Regions from separate parts of the Lactuca sativa genome. Here region 1 is linked to region 2. A link is a contact called in public Hi-C data. All regions are on one chromosome and are shown on one strand. The core of a region is the stretch at or near the end of the contact, and the rest is flanking DNA. Distances in the headings are between cores, read along the strand shown.

What was found. A called contact is a pair of places that touch in the nucleus more often than the background predicts.
Region 1: a Hi-C map of leaf shows a contact between it and region 2, with 3 times the contacts expected there. The contact joins the promoter of LOC111878088 here to the promoter of LOC111878080 in region 2. A contact is called at or near these places in 3 of 4 Hi-C or Micro-C datasets (leaf and seed).

The regions. Positions count from the first base shown.
Region 1 is chr5:15,361,379-15,365,514 of Lsat_Salinas_v11, reverse strand. It overlaps LOC111878088, which reads right to left and starts at 2,094. Exons shown (of 2, transcript XM_023874606.3): 1 at 1,797-2,094; 2 at 449-1,540. The coding sequence starts at 1,479. The coding sequence ends at 595.
Region 2 is chr5:15,231,696-15,235,638 of Lsat_Salinas_v11, reverse strand. It overlaps LOC111878080 (ATP-dependent DNA helicase PIF1-like), which reads left to right and starts at 2,533. Exons shown (of 5, transcript XM_023874597.1): 1 at 2,533-2,871; 2 at 3,044-3,107; 3 at 3,248-3,943. The coding sequence starts at 2,533.

The DNA.
Region 1 (4,136 bases), core at 845-3,344, 130 kb before region 2:
GAAAAATAATAGTGTTAATCAACATGGTAGGAAACGATTTCTTTTGCATTCAAAGAATATAATAGCTTCGTATATTGAAAAATATATATATATATATATATATATATATATATATATATATATATATATATATATATATATATATATATATATATAATTTTTTTTTTGTTATTTCTTTTCCATGTCGAGAAAAAAACTGTTATTAGTCTAGAACAATGTTGGAAATATAGTGAGCATGTTCGATCATAAGTGTCCTGCTAATACAGACATAAATACGTCCGACTGAATTCATTTCCCCTAATAAATTAGCAGGTTAGATAGTAAACATAGGTTAATAACTACAAAATATTCTTTTTAATGATAACGTTTTATTATTTATTTAACCTAAATATTCTCTTATATTCGTATTACGAGCTATACACGTTATGTATATATATATACATATAAATTCTTGAAGGAGAATATAAAAGCCTTGAATTAAAATTTTAATATGATCTCGTTTATAAACAATTAACTGAGTTGCGTTTGAACTCGTTATTACGAGATCTGACCTTAATGTATGATATAATATTTTTAATATATAAATAAATAATTTCAACATATATTGTTGAATCTCCAGTCTAATCTAACTTCACTGGGACCCACAACGTGCTGACATGGCTTGCGAAATGATACGATGTGGCTGCTCACCATGAAGGCGGTTACACGCTCAGAGACCCGGATGTCTTCCATCTTCAGTTCTTGTAACCGCTGAACGTACTCCGGCACGTGGATCAGGTCCCATATCACTCCAATCTCACCGCCTTTCAGCACCCGGACAACTTCCCCGAGTACCCTCATCCGTTCCGCCGCCGCCGCCGCTGTTTTCTGACCGAATTCCTTCCCGACGGTGTGGAGAAACCCGGCTGACACCACCACGTCGAAGTAATTGTCCGGGAACGGGAGCCTACGCGCGTCTCCCTCTCGACAGGTGACATACTCCTGGACGCCTTCCATCCCGGCGGTTCTGAGAGTGGATAACGTCGTGTTCTTGCGATCTAACCCGACGACTCGGCCTGAGCTTCCTTCTTTTTTGAGTTGCATGGCGACGGTGTTTAGAAGGATGCCGCGGCCGCATCCTACGTCTAGGGCTGTTTTCACGGTGGACCAGTCGTGTACAGCACCGACCATACGCTGAGCCATGTCCCAGCGAAGTGCGACGGAGGAGTAAAAAATGTTGCCGGCTGCGTAAAAAAGGCATACGCCGGAGAGTGCCGTAACGGAGCCGGTGAAACCAGCAGCGAATCTAGCGAAACCGGTAGAAAAAACGGCGGGGAGAATCGACTCGAAGGAGGAACAGATCCAATCAAAGTAGATGAGAAAGAGGACTGATGACGCTGAGAAGAAGATCGCGTGGATTAAGAGGAACACCGGTGTTTGCCAATCATCCATGCCGTAGATTGCGTAGATCTGAGTCCAATCTCTTCCAGTTTTCCCCATTCTTTCTATAAAGTAACAGTAACAGATGCACAGCTCGACTTCCGCTTCTCAAATTCAGATTCTGCAGTTTCAAAGTAAGCAATTAACATTATTAAAAATAAACTCAAATATTAGTATGGATCAACACATCGTTAATATACCGCACCAACAAAATCTGGTTTGTTTACCGCGAAAATCAACTGATTTTGAATCACGAGACGTTAAAATTCAAATCTATCTTAGTTCTTCTCTTTTCATCACTCCACTCAGACTATATGAACAAATGAAAATGTCGTTTAATCGGGAAACGAAACAGTGAGGGTGAGTATACCACTTACATATGAGGAAATGTAATCCAGAATTTGTTGATAGCGAAGGGTAGTTCAGAGCAACAGGATCATGAAAAATGGGGAATTATTGCTGTCAAAGGCAAATCGAAATCAAAATCAATGCCCATAATATCAATATCTTCCGTTTCAGAGAATGACGACGACGATGATGATGCGGATCTTTAACCAGTTGATACGCGTTTTCCTTTTGGCTTTCGTCCTTTTGTTTATCTGTGTGTAACTTTTTGAAATGTTAAAAGAGCGAATCAGACGAGTGATAGCAAGAGAGAGAAAATGATTGAACAGGGAGAGGCGGTGCTCGGAGACTTTAAATAGACAAAGTTACAAAGATACAGAAATCGTCCCTCGGTTATTGAGGATTTGCAAATAATAACTCCGTCCCACAAATTAATACCTTTATAATTTTATCTCACGCTAAAATACCAAAAAACATACCATAATAATCAAGGTCCTTTATACAAATAAATAAATAAAATAAAACCAATGTGTTAAAAAGCTTGACATAAATATTATTATTATTAGAATAATTTACATAGGTTTACCAAATATCATGAACTTAGTATTGCTAATTTTTTTTGATGACTATAGTCCATGTAATTTCCAAAACTTGCATGAATTGTCATTTTTTGTTCTTATCGTTAGTTTTCATTTGCTAATTGCTAAGAGGGTGTTTGTAACATTCCAATTTCAAACCAAAATTTTCATTCAAAATATATTAGACTTTTAAAACCTTTTTCTATAAACATAAGGTATCATTCAATTAATTGAAAACCATAATGTTAAATAAAGTTAAATTTCAAAACAACGGAAACCAAGCAACTTCGATGCGATTGTAAAGTCATGTCGCCCCATTCCCACGAACAACCTGAATACATTAAATCCGCAAATGTAAGCATAAAACCTTAGTGAGTTTCATAGTATGCCACATATTCCACCATACAAAAAATGCATACAAGTAATAACGAGTCCAGCCCAGTAGGTCCAACCTAACAAACATATAAACATACATACTAACCATAGGTATCAACTGTTGACACTTTACTATCATATCATTATTAGCTCTCATCCACTAACTACCACCGGCTCCCAACCGCCACATAACCATCAACTCCCAGTCGTACAATATTCATACCCAAGCCAATACTAATACTAATCATCGCCTTATGAATACATTGTCATACATTGTCGGGAATTAGACAGATAGTAAAACAAATAATCCTACCCAAAAGCAATAAATCAAACAAGAACCATGCAACGCGGTTTAGACCAAGAGTTCTCATGCTATCTCATTTACACCACATATAAACCCTAGAGTATCCACTCAACGATCTACCAAAACTACCATTGCCTTATCCAGTCATGATACCTAATAGTATCATCCAAAGAAAACAAGCAAGACCCTACTATTATAGCATACCATGACATCAAGTGTCTCACAACTACACATGTAACAAGGATTATCCTTGTCAACTAGCATATTTGTACTCTGACAGTACCTATATCCTACCATACAAAGGATATATAATGTCATACGAGATATAGTGAGGAAACTCACATCAAAAGAATCTGAAATCCCCAGCTGCACGAGATTAATTGCAAAGGTCGGTCCTAAAAATCACCTAGCCATAAAATACAGATCAAACCTCATTCCAAAGCCTCAAAACCTAAAGTTTGTGTAATGTCCCCAAAATATAGAGTAAAATTTTCATTTTTACATAAATCAAACCAACAAAAACCCATTTCATAAAATATCATCATAGTTTCAAATATAGTATTCTAAACATGACATCGGAGTATCATAAAACGATAGTGCGGAAACTCCAGCGGATGTGGTGCAATCATGTCATGCTCTTGCATGTTTTGATAAAATACCTACAACATATAAACTTAAAACCGTAAACACAAAGCTTAGTGAGTTCCCCAAGATAATACATACTACACATATCCACATACATAACCATACGACCTATTTCAGCCCAAGTGATATGCTCTGGGTCAAATCATAGTCATATATCACTCCTGCAACGGCTTATTTCAGCCAACAGGTCTATTTCAACCCAAGTGAATGCTACTGGTCAAATCGTAGTCTTACAACACCCCTACTGTGACATCCTCTATTTTTTCAGAACCAAAAAGAAACTTTTTTTATTCTTTAAAAATCATGATACTTTATTTTCGGAAAATCCCGATATATAAAAATCTTTTGAGTACAAGAGTGTCTCAAATAAGATCCCAATGATGTAATAATCAATACTGATACATAAGTTACATCGTAAAGACCTAATGATCCTGAACACCAATGCAGGCTTTCTCTTAATCATTCAGCAT
Region 2 (3,943 bases), core at 1,284-3,783:
AGCAATCCAAAGACTCTAACCACTTGTGCTCTCTATTGCCAAATGAAAACGTGAATAAAAAAATCATTGATTAAATGAATAGAAGCAGCAGTAGGCAGTGACAGTTTGTTTCTTTTCGGTGCCAGAACACGAGTGTGAACGCCGATATCGCCTCCAAAGAAAGACAAAGTAGATAGAAAGAAGATGGTGGGGAACGGCTAGGATGTTACCGGTGGTGGTGCATCCGCAAAGCACACAGTAGCGGAGAAGCGAAAAGGCAATGCTGTGAAGCGAGTTCTTCCGCTAGCGCCGATATTGAAGAGAGAAAGTGGAGGAGGAAGTAAGCGGTGTAGATATGAAGCAGAGTGTTGTTGCTTCATTGCAGAAATCATCACAAAGAAACAGTCGACCGACAACTCCATTAAGGTTGTTCTAAGCAGCCTTCTTTAAACGATGTAAGGTAAATAGGATAGGGAGGCGATGGTGACCAGATGAGAAAACATGGAAGAGGAAAATGTAACAAACAGAAGCAGACGGTGGTGATGCGGTGCTCAATCGGTTCTAAAGAGATGCCCTCACAGAGGGTGGAAGGATTGAGATGAAGAAGTGGTGGGCAAATAAAAGGAAAGATAGTCGAAGGATCGGGAAGTAAAAAAAAACGTAATGGAATAACAACGATGATAACAGAGGCGGTGGGAAGGATCCGACAGCAACCATGGTATAGAGGAGAGTAATCGAAGGAACAGTACCCTGGTCAGGTACTGTTCCTAAGGATTGTCAAATGAAAACACCAAAAAGGTTGAGAACGCGAGAACAAAGTATATTCATTTGTGATTTCATGTATTCATTTGTGGAGAAATGATAAATTTTTTCGCCTTTAATTTCAATTGAAGAGAAAAAGCATATTCATGTTGATTGTGCGTAAAAAATTATCATTTATCCACAAATGAATACATGGAACCACAAATGAATATATCTATTCTCGCGTTCTCAACCTTTTCGGTGTTCTCATTATATATATATATATATATATATATATATATATATATATATATATATATATATATATATATATATATATATATATATATATATATATCCCTAATCTAATAAATAAGTACTAATTCGTCACGTGTCAATCTCCAAGCCCCTCAAAATCATATTTTCCCGCTTCTTTTAATAAACTAATTTTACCAAAATGGTCTTCGATTCCTATACACAATAAATATAAATATGCAAATAATATTCAAAATCGGTAATTCAAAATTCAAAATCGGTGATATCCGATAAAATATGGAAGTTTGGTTTTTGTAATTGGAAATTGATTAATTTCTAGTGATTAAATCCCAAAAAATCTGGTCAAAATAAATTCATACCCAAATATATACGACTATACGATCTATACAATTTTGTATCCATGATTTTGCTTCTGAGTTTTATTTCCAAACGCTATTATTTGCGAGCTTTGTGTGTTCTTGGTGCAAATAATTTGTCTTACAGCCTGAGCCTGAGGTGAGTTCTTTTTTTCCTCTTCTTTGTTTGATTGATTATGAAGTATGGATGGATGATCGCATTCGAATATTTTGTTTTTTCGTTTTCAGTTTTAGTTGTTTGTGGTTGTTGGCAGAAGAGTCAAGTGATTGTGTAAGTTTCATGAAAATTTTCACTTATTTGTTGTTTTCTGGAGTATATGTGGTTTATTTGATCATCGAATGTTGTTGACCTGAGTATTTCTCTGTAAAAATTTCCAATTCCTTCCATATAAGTCCATCATTTACGACTAAATCTATCTAATAAACTGTATATACAATTGTTCTTATAGATATTTGCGTGATTTTGATTGAGGTTTTTTTTTCTACTAATGTTCATCATCGTATTTTCCATAGTGGAGGGTTAGTTATCATATGACCTTCAATATGTTTTGATGTTGATTTGTAGTTGAAGTTGAAGAGAGGTTTGCCGCATAGTCATATATGTCTATTTATGCATTCTGATAACAAGCTACCAACTGTTGAATTTATCGATCCGATAATTTTCGTTGAGATACCAAACAAAACTGAAGATCCAGAATTGTATTCACTTGTGAATGAGTTTATGATTCATGGTCCATGTGGAGCTAAAAATATCAATTGTCCATGCATGGTGGATAAAAAGTGCTCTAAAAACTTTCCAAAACAATTTTGTAATCATTCGTCTGTTGATCAAAATGGTTTTCCGTTATATAGGCGAAGAAACGATTGTCATTTTGTAGAAAAATCAGGTGTCAAGTTGGATAATAGAAATGTTGTTCCATACAACAAATATCTATTGAAAATATATCAGGCACATATTAATGTTGAATGGTGCAATCAAAGATCTTCTATAAAGTATTTGTTTAAATACATAAACAAGGGTCTTGATAGAGCTACAGTTGCTGTTGTACGAGCTAACAATGAATGTGAAAATAATGATGTGGTCGATAAAATAGTTGAATATTACGATTGTAGATATTTATCTGCATGTGAAGCATCATGGTGAATTTTTAAATATGATGTTCATTACAGGTATCCATCTATGGTCAGACTACCTTTTTATCTTCCTAATCAACGACAAATTGTATATGGCAAAGATGATGATATTGACGATGTTCTGGACAAACCTTCTGTTGCTGCTTCGAAGTTCACATTGTGGATGGAGTGTAATGCAATTGATACCGAAGTACGAGAACTTACATATGTTGAATTTCCTATAAAGTTTGTTTGGATATTAAATGGTCGGTTTTGGAAGCGAAGGAAATTAGGAAAACCCATTTGTAGAATTCATTTAGTTTCACCTAGTCTTGGTGAAGCTTACTTCTTAAGGATTCTTTTAAATAAAGTTAAAGGTCCAACGTCATTTGATGAAATTCGCACGGTAAATGGTTAACCACATTCTTCTTTTAGAGATGCTTGTTATGTACTTGGGTTATAAGATGATCACAAGGAATACATCAATGCAATTAAAGAAGCAAGCCATTCTGGATCTGGTTTTTATCTACACTTCTTATTTGCTACATTGTTGATGTGTAATAGTATGTCTAAACCAGTGGTCGTTTGGGAAAATACATGAGAATATTTGGCGGATGGAATTCTATATAACCAACGACAAAGGTTCAAGTCTCCAGGTATTAATTTTTTTCTTAATTAGTATTTAAAAAAAATCTTTTTATTATTCAACACCCATTAAATAATTATTAAAAAAATTATTAAATATCATATTTTTATATTTTGTAAATAATTTAATATTTAAGGTGCAGACTTATCACTCGGTGGAGATGAACTTAAGAACTTAACTTTGTTCGAAAAAGAACAAATTTTACTTCGAAACAACTCCACTCTCAAAAAGTTCACAAAGATGCCTTACCTAGATGTTGAATCTGTTTCTTCTTCAAACAATCGACTTATCTCCGAGGAGCTAGATTACGACATTCTCGTTATAAAGAATGACTTTGATCATATGTTTCTTGCATTAACAGATGAGCAACGTAAAATTTTACTTAACATCATGAGTGTTGTTAAAGAAAATAGAGGAGGTGTCTTCTTCGTTTATGGTTATAGTGGAATGGGTAAAACCTTTTTATGGAAGACAATATCTGCAGCAATTAGATATGATGGTAATATTGTTTTAAATGTTGCTTCAAGTGGTATTGCTTCGTTATTATTGCCCGGTGGTAGAACAACACACTCTCGATTTATACTTCCATTTGAACTTATAGAGGATTTTGTTTGTAAAATAAATCCAGATGGTGAGTTGGTTAGCTTATTAAGAAAAACCTCTTTAATAATTTGGGATGAAGCACCTATGGTCCATAAGCATGTATTTGAAGCTTTAGATCGAACTTTGAAAGATGTATTAAGGTGTGGAAATTCAAGCATCTCAAATATTCCATTTGGAGGGAAAGTTATTGTCTTTGGAGGAGATTTCAGACAGTTTCTACCTGTTGTTC